Regions from separate parts of the Hordeum vulgare genome. Here region 1 is linked to region 2. The links are chromatin contacts, called in public Hi-C maps. All regions are on one chromosome and are shown on one strand. Each heading gives the region's core, a stretch centred on a gene start, on an enhancer-like site or on the middle of the called end of the contact. The rest is flanking DNA. Distances are from core to core; before and after follow the strand shown.

Region 1 (4,349 bases), core at 775-3,274, 48 kb before region 2:
CATGTAGTAGTACCTTATTATCTCTGAGGCAAGCGGTGTGCATGGCAACGAGCGACGAGGGGGGCTCGCCGTCAGCGGTGGTTGGGCTTGGCCTCGACTCCATTACGAAGCAGAGGGCGGTGGAGGACACTGTGTGCAGCACGGCGAGCGGCAGGCACCGCTCGCTGGGCGGGGAGAGGCGGTCCACCCGGATCTCCCGCACCCACGGCGCCGCCGCCACGTTCGTCTCCCCCTTGGGCCACAGCTCCACCTCCCCGATGGAGATGTGCCCGAAATACACCGTCGATTTGATCATGTCCTCGGCGGCACCGAAGGAACAGATCGCGGGAATCGAATCCGAGCTCAGTCCGAGTCAGTGTGCCTTCCACACGCGCGCGCACTGGTCTCGTAGACCCTGCGCGCCGGCGGATCTGTTCTTATCGCGGGGTCCAAAAAAAACAGAGGAAATTAGAAGGGGGCAGAGGGAGAATCGCGGTGGTCTTATGGTGCTTGTGTGCTTCAAATCGCGTTCGCGTTCGCGTTCTTGGCCGATTCCGGCCGGGTTTGGTGGGTAGCCCGTGCAAATCCGCGGCAATGGCGGCGGCGGTGGACGAGTTCGGGGGTGGGCTCAGTGGGCGGGCGGGTGGGTCGGGGAAACCCTAGCGTTTGATCGGGATGGAGGATGGGGAAGACGACCAGCGACAGCGAGGCCACGTTATTTAGAGAGAGGGGCGGGTAGGCAGGAAGATATTCCAGTTTATGTTGTTTTCAAACACGATATTTTTATTACTTGTATATATACGCTCTTGATTATGACTCGGCGTAATCTCTCACTGTGCCTGTCTGGCGTTGTGAGCAATCTTCAAATCATTCAAATTATGGGATATGATTACACTCGTTTTGATCAGTTGTTTACATTTCTTCCCGTACTACCTAACATCATTGAGTAATACAATTTGGAGTCCAACTGAATTTGCTGGTGTTTTACAGCATTCACAACGCTGGGCGTTTATGTAGACGTTGTAGAATAAAAATAAATTCTAAAATTTTAAAAATTCACTTAAGTGTTTTTTTTTACGCAAACCGCTAACATGAACATAAGGGTGTGCCTAGAACTCAGCTAGCTGAGATTTTCTATGGTCTCATTCACATAATATCATTGTATTTTGTATTTAGCTTGTTTGTTTCTTCTAGCCCATCATTTTATTCTTTTGGGCTGATATGTCATGTTTTTGGTTGTTGTTGATATGCATTTCATCTAGCCGATCTACTAACTATTTGTTTGAATCTTGTTGATGCGATGCATTTTTTATAAAAGAAATTGTTGATAGAGAAAAAAAGAATAAGCAAAAAAATACGTAATGGCTAGTTAGCTTCAACTACTCTGACCGCTAAAAATCTCCCTTATATAATAATAAAGCGCGGAGCGCTTCTGCCGTCCGTCGTGGCAATTTTGCATAAAACCCCTGTGTTTTATTGAAATCAACCCGCAGTCCTCCATTAAGTGGAAAAAAAGGTTTCATTTTTTCAAAACCCCTGTCCCATTACCTCCGTCTTCCCCACCCCGCAGACCTCCTGCCCCCTTCCTATCCAGATCGAGAGAGAGAGAGAAGAAGAGGGGCAGCTTCGGGCCCGTGTACCTGGGCAGGCTCCCCGACGCCCGGGAGGTGGCCGTCAAGCGACTGGGCGCCGGGTCCAGGCAGGGGGCGCGGGAGTTCAAGAATGAGGCCAACCTGTTGTCCCGCGTCCAGCACCGCAACGTCGTCAACCTGCTCGGCTACTGCGCCCACGGCGCCGACGAGAAGTTGCTCGTCTACGAGTACGTCCTCAACGAGAGCCTCGACAAGATCCTCTTCTCCGCCGCCGCCCGCCGGCAGCAACAAAACTGTTGTTCGTCTCCCACGCCACGCTCCTCTTCCGCCTCTGCCTCGTCGCGGTCTTCCCGGTCGCCATCGACGCGTCGGTGACGGCGGCGACAGATGAAGGCGGACACGGTTGTGGCGGCGCCGGCGCGGCTACTCATCTCCATCGGGCGTGGCGGCTCATGACCGCGGCCGCGAGCTGGAAGGAGGCTGCTCTGCAGGTGCTCGTGGTGACCGTCGTGCTGCCCCTCGCCACCTACCCGGTGTACGCGTTTGCTCTTGACTGCGGACAGGCGCAGGGCGGGTGCCTGCTTTTGTTGGGCAGCCTGTACGGGTACCTTCTGCCGTCCGCCGACGTGCAACTCTACTCCGCGGTGGTGGCCACCGTGTTCTACCACCGGTGCATGGAGCAGCAGCGTCCCGAGCTTGCCATTCCAGTGACGATGAAGGCCATGAAGCTAGGTAATACCCCGATAAACTCTGTGGAATTGATTAAGGGCGCGATCGCCTGAAGAAGAATCTATGATGAATAGCCATCTGCTCTGATTCGGCCGGAAGATCCGACATTCCTGATGTTCCTCCTGTCCGAGCAGTAGTAGCTTTGCCCAGGTTTCAGCAAATTTCTAAGTCTAGTTGTAATCCAAACTTCAAAAGCCGTGTTGCTCATCCTAAAAAAATCTCATGTTGATTGTGTTGTAGTATGAAATAAGTTTAGTGATCATGGCGTAACATAATCATAGAATTTTAAGAAATTAATATGTAAAAAATGTGGTTGCTTAAAATGGCAGTTTGTGTTCACCAGCATTCACTTAAATCGCTGAATCGGTGACCCCAGACTATTTTATGAGAGGCATGTGGCACCGGCGGCGTATACACATTCACATCAATCTGTATAAGATGGAGTAGGATCATGATGACAATACCTCTGTGCAACAGTGGAAACATCGTGCTTTATTGAAATCAACCATCCCTGATGATTGGGTATCTCCATTGTGTGCAGATCCATGGTGGATCAAGTGGAATCGGTACATTTGCTATAAAGATTGCAAAGCACCTAGGTGTTAAGGTTTTTGTTACTGCAGGTTCGTTAGCTATACTAAGATATATAGTAGCAAATTGTTTCTGAAACTGTGTTGTTAACTCTGTTATCCTATTCTAGGAAGCGAATAAAAGCTAGCTGCCTGCAAAGGTTTGGGAGGGATGTATGTATAAACTACAAAACTGAAGATTTTGTAGCATGGGACCTTCATCGTCTAATTCTAACATTTCAATATCGAGTGTCAACTTAAATCTTCGGAGCTGCTCCGGTGGAGGGAACTTGAGCTCCAAACCGAGCAAATCAAAGTGAAGCTGGCAGTCAAGAGAGAGCGATGTGAGCCTCGTGGACCCCTAAAGCTCTGTTTTGGCGTGTACAGATTTTGCTATTCATCTCCTACATTCCTCATCTATGCGACTCCCTTTTCCCCTTTGCAGTGAGCAAACACGCGTTGTGCTGACGAGCGCCGCGTACGTTAACCTGAAGCAAGCAGAGATCTCCAAATACACCAGGAACCTTGCTCCGGCCAACCGTGTGATTCTGTTGTCAGGCCCTGTAGGTAAGCCATCTTCATCACAGCAGCTCAAGGACTTTGCTTAGCCATTCTCCCGCTGCTTCGGACCAAGTAATTTAAGCCAAGTTCCTCTCTTGAAGAGCTCTACCGGCAGATGCTCGCCAAGGCGCTCGCGCACTATTTTGAAGCGAAAATCCTCCTACTCGATCCTACAGATTTTTTCATAAAGTTGAGCTTCGCTGGAGCATATGAGGCCTTAGCATCTCTGGATATGTTATAATGCAGTGGTGTTCCTTGCAGCTTCATGGCAAATACGGCACCGGTGGCAGCGAGCAGGTAAGACCTTAGAATACCACACGTTCTGCTTTTGATCTTCAAATTCGCCATATTTGCGTATTGTTTCCAATCTTTCCATTTTTGAATGTTTCGTGTGCCCGACGACTTATTTTCCCAATCTTACGCCGAGGACCCTCGGTTGCTCTGACCTATCCAGGAGATTTATCACTAAATGGAGTGAAGGCTTACTGCCAACACCAATGGTTGATACTTCCTCAAATGCGTGCATTTTCAGGATTCCCTCGGCACTTTGACATGAGCGTCGATTAGGAGATGTGCCAACATTTTCTGTTTAGCTATGGATGCAGGCAAAATACTCAGCTTTGTCGTCCATCTCAAATCCAGGGTACATAAATTGGCTCTTTAATGTTAGGCCGGATGGGCTCTGCACTATTGCTCTCTCTCTCTCCTTTAATTTCTTTCTCTAAATTCCTTTGTAGAAACTAGAAAGAAGAAGTAGAAATAGAGAAGGATGGAAAAGAAATGGCTAGGGTGCATGAAAAATGTTGAAACTGTTAATATAAAGCATATGATTTATACTTAGTTCAACAAAAGAAGTTTCAACCGATATGGAAGAGTTGAATTCAAACTCATTTGAATGGCAAGTACATATTTGTAAGCT
Region 2 (4,308 bases), core at 143-2,642:
GGTGCGTTAATGGATAGTGCCGGACGATCTTTCACGTGGGTTGTCGCACATCCACACATCTTAAACATGAAACCTTAAATTTATACACGTCAATCATACGATATAAATTATCTGAATTCAATAGTTCCAAACAAAAGCAAAACAAATTATAGTTTAATAATGTGAACATGCTAAAATGAAATCAATGTCCGATCAACCGTTGGCTGGCTGGCCGGATCACTCGTTGGCTCCCATGCATCTTCGCCGCATGGGCCGATGTTGTTGACGCCGTCCTCGTCGTCTCATACTTCTTATGGTCGTTGATCTCTTTTTTTGTTCGCAAGCCATTTATTTGTTTGCTCATCCAAGAGGCTTTTATGTGACAGCATGATCTTCGCATCCTTTGTGTCTTGTGCGATTTTATATCCTCTCATTCTCAAGCCTAGGCTCTCCTAATGTCTTGCATGTCTTGCATCCTTTATTTGATCGTCCCCTCGTGCTTCTCCAACACGATCTTCTCACTCTTATTCTTAATTTTTAGTTTTCTCCGCCCTTTTTAAGAACAACTCCAACGGTTTGTTCGCTTTTCGTTCGTTTGGGTCGTCCGTCGGTTTGTCCGTATCCGCTTTTTTAAATGGGTCAGCACATGCATTCAACGGAAAACAAGTGGGCAGCAACACTGTGGCAATAAAATAATAGGAGAAAGATGGATGGGGTGGCCATCGAATTAAATAAGCAGATAGAGGTGGGTGGATGGTTCTGTGACAAGTGGGTCAGGCCAACCACATGCAAACATTGAGAGGACGCGCGCGTCCGCGTCGATCCATTTTAGTCCCAAATGTGAGTCGGAAATGGATCGGCGCGGACGTATTTTAGCAATGAGTCCGCGCGTTCAACCATTATTTTTATCCATACGGATCCAAACAAATGACGGCGAACCAAACGATCGGTTGGAGTTGCTCTTACATCCCAATACATCTTTTCTTTTTGCGCATCCAACGTAACCTTGTACTTCTCCTCTTTCTTGTTAAAGTTAGACGTCAATTTCTAACTGTTTTTAGTGTACATTATTTGGTCACGCTCCACTATCGAGCGGCTCTTGCGTAGCACGTGCTCCTGGGTAGGCCTCGTACTTCTGAACTAATTGCAAGTCACCGGGTACGTCCTTTGCTGCGTGACGAACATGCGTTCTGGCGTCATCCTCTTTGGGTGCGCAGCGCGTCACGTCAGGATCAGATCGCAGGATATCTCCTGTACCTCTCTACCGTGGCTGCACCATCGCCGCGAGCGATGTCGGTGCTCTGGCCCTGGACTGGAGGGAAATCGAGTGGAGGGAGTTCTCCACGGTCATGCTTGGGTATACAATGAACATAAAAACACACGGCACGGTGGAGGTACTACGAGTGTAATTAGTACTACTAGCAAATGTTCCATCGGTCCAAGCAGCCGACAGTCACAGTGGAATGATAGAGCATACATACACTACAAGAAATGCAGCCGAAAAGCTTCAGAACTCAAAACATTTTATTCTCCTCATAGTCCTAGCTAGAAGCCTGGAAGGCAGGCCACTTGCAGAAGGAATTCACCACCAAGAAAACTCGTCTTTTGCTTTTGCATCCGTATACATGTATACAACTGGAGATTATTATTATTTTTGCCTTACAAGAATATGTGTTGAGCGGAGCGCCAGAGCGGACAAGAGTGAAGAAGCGGATGAAAATGGATGGCGAGAGATTTCACTCCAACCGGGGTGGCGGCAGGCGCTTTCACAGGCTCCACTCTCACGTAGTAGTAAAAGCGAACAAGGCCGTCGTTAGTCGAGTATGCACGCATCAGCCAAACCCAAGCGCAATCGCACGGAACTCAAAGACCGCTACAAAAACACAGCAAAACAAACCGCATCTCCCAACCTATTTACACACAAAAATCACCCTCCTACAGGGCCGCTGCTACTACTATACTCTGACGGGGAACCCAAAATTCTGGAGTATCCTGATCTGACCCCCACCACCTGCCGTGGCGATGGCCATGCCCCAGGCCGACCGGCTCGGAGCCTGCCCGGCGGCACCGTCGGGGAGGCTGGTGCTGGACCGCGGGCTCTGTTTCGTCGGCGTCATGAGCTCCTCGGGCCAGGTCGCGGACGCTCTGTCGCCGCCATGATTCGAGCCGTTGCTTAGGTCATTGCCTCCCTGCTGCTGCTGCTGCTGGAAATCAGAGGAGTCTCCGTCTCCTGCGTGGGACAGGGGGTGGTACTCGGACACACAATCCAGCTCCTCGCGCCTCCTGGAGTTGGTTCGGGACGTCGTGGCTGACCCCACCGTCGACGGCAAGGCGGCGGCCACCGTCACGCCCTGGCAGTAGAAGTACTCGTAGGAATTCGCGACAGAAACGACGCCCTTGCTGCTTCCTCTTTGCTCAGGGCCGTCGTCGTTTCTCCACATGTAGACATGGGAGTCTTCGCTCGCTGAGATCACGTATCTGCCTCTAGCTGCGTAGCAGGCTGAGATTTGGCTGTTGGTGTTTCGGAAACCTGAAACAAAATAAGGGACGGGGCCATCAGCAACCGACAAAACATATGGATATCAGATCCCGTCCTAAAAGAAAGATACGAGTATTTTAACATGTTGTTAATTGGACATTACGAGCTATCAAATCAACACAGTGGATCCTGACGAGTTTTGGCGCTTTGCTGAAAGGAAGAACATGACAGCAGAAATTGGTCTCCACCAATCGCGTTCAATCAATAAGCAGAAATAGCATTACTTATAAGCTGGTTACCACAGTAATACAGTATGATTGACAGCTGCAGCCCTACTCTAAACAGAACTTTCATACAGCAAAAAATAATGATAGCTAACAGTAGCAACAGGTTAAACAGGTGAAGAGCAAGAACTGCAAGTAAACTTTAAAGTAACTGTGTCTCGATAAGATCACCAGCTAAACCTTGGAGGAAAATAGCAATATGGCATGGAACTCACAAGGCTAAAAAACTTAATACCTTTAAACTTGTGTACTAGCTCAAAACCATCAACAACTCGGATCCGTGAATCAGCAGATGTGATGAGCACCTTGGAAGAACTCCCTGGGAGGAACTATTCAAGTAACTATGATTCAGTAAGGCAGGAAAGGTTATCGTCTGCATGACCTGGTGTCAGACTCAAAAGATTTTGAAAGTAGGTACCTGAAATCCAGTGATCTTCTTCTGCCGGGACTTCTTCTTTTTAGTTTGCAGGTCAATTTGTTTCTTTTGGATAAGCTTGTTATCTGGCCAAGAGTTAAACAAAAGGTCAATTCTGAAGGGAAAGTAAGAGCTACAAATACAAAAATAAGCTTGAAAATGTCATAAATCATGAGTGGGGGGAGAGAGAGACCTGATGTGTCATAAATATGGCAGCTGCCCTTGTGGGAACCAACTAAGGCACTCTACAGGGAAAATGAAAATGAAACGTGGTGTTAGAACTTAACTTAACAAACGGAAAACCTTTTGGATCAAAGGTACCAATGAAAAGTGTACAAACCTGTCCATCAGGGGTATAGCAAGCAGCAGTGACCATTTCATGCAGATCATGCCAATCAACAATTTCACGTTTTGGAATGCTCCATATGCGAACCTTTTCATCCAGGGAACCACTGATGAAGTATCTATCATCGACAGGGTTGAACTGGATGCATGTAACTGGAAGGGAGAGTAATAAAGGAAAATTGAGGATGATGCTGACAGAGTGAGAGGAATTCCATGTGCAGAGAGAGAGAGTGAACCGAAATAATCTTACCATAATCGCAGTGTGAGAACGTTTTCAAACATGATACGCTTGACATGTGCCATAACCTTACTGTTTTATCCATTGAAGATGAAAGTAAATGCTGAACAGTACATGAAAAACATGTTAAAGTTAGAAATAATTCGAAAGACACCAGAATCATAACAATAGGTATCGCTACACGATTCGACAGTAATATCAACAAAATTCAAACAGTAATAGCAACCATAGTTAGGACGCACTGCTGGAGTCACTATTGCAAATTGTAATGTTTGGATATGTAGCTAGCACAGAACGGTATAATTGCAGGCCTCAGCTGCTTGCCACAAGGACCCAACATTTTTTATGCATCTAATCTATAATCATGCATATCACCTTTAGAATGATACTGAACATCAGAAATGTCGAAGGACTGAAAACTTGATGGTGCAGGTCCTAGTTTCTAGACCATAGGACGAATAATAAATGAATGACAGCTGATTCAAACTGCAGGAGTGAACATGCATGTCATGTGATCTTCTAGATATTTCCTGACATTCCAAGATACCCTTAAGCCCTAACATAGTTA

Evidence for each region. A called contact is a pair of places that touch in the nucleus more often than the background predicts.
Region 1: a contact with region 2 is called in a Hi-C map of leaf, with 2.2 times the contacts expected there. The contact joins the promoter of LOC123428659 here to the enhancer-like site in region 2. A contact is called at or near these places in 3 of 6 Hi-C or Micro-C datasets (leaf and seedling) and 1 of 1 datasets of contacts at active chromatin or transcription factors (embryo).

The regions. Positions count from the first base shown.
Region 1 is chr2H:566,923,536-566,927,884 of MorexV3_pseudomolecules_assembly, reverse strand. LOC123428659 reads left to right here and starts at 2,024. Exons shown (of 6, transcript XM_045112852.1): 1 at 2,024-2,303; 2 at 3,165-3,213; 3 at 3,315-3,436; 4 at 3,532-3,619; 5 at 3,692-3,727; 6 at 3,833-3,963. The coding sequence starts at 2,024. The coding sequence ends at 3,875. LOC123427316 (RNA polymerase II C-terminal domain phosphatase-like 1) reads right to left here and starts at 617. Exons shown (of 17, transcript XM_045111323.1): 1 at 14-617. The coding sequence starts at 295.
Region 2 is chr2H:566,874,580-566,878,887 of MorexV3_pseudomolecules_assembly, reverse strand. It overlaps LOC123427315 (WD repeat-containing protein 44-like), which reads right to left. Exons shown (of 7, transcript XM_045111320.1): 2 at 3,753-3,843; 3 at 3,498-3,655; 4 at 3,351-3,402; 5 at 3,161-3,243; 6 at 2,978-3,071; 7 at 1,561-2,509. The coding sequence ends at 1,935. Among protein-coding and RNA genes, the nearest start is that of LOC123427315, 5.2 kb to the right of the region's middle. Within about 2 kb of position 1,392, at least 3 of the 3 cell types and tissues checked have open chromatin away from gene starts, as enhancers often do. A contact at or near this core is called in leaf and seedling, where this site is marked.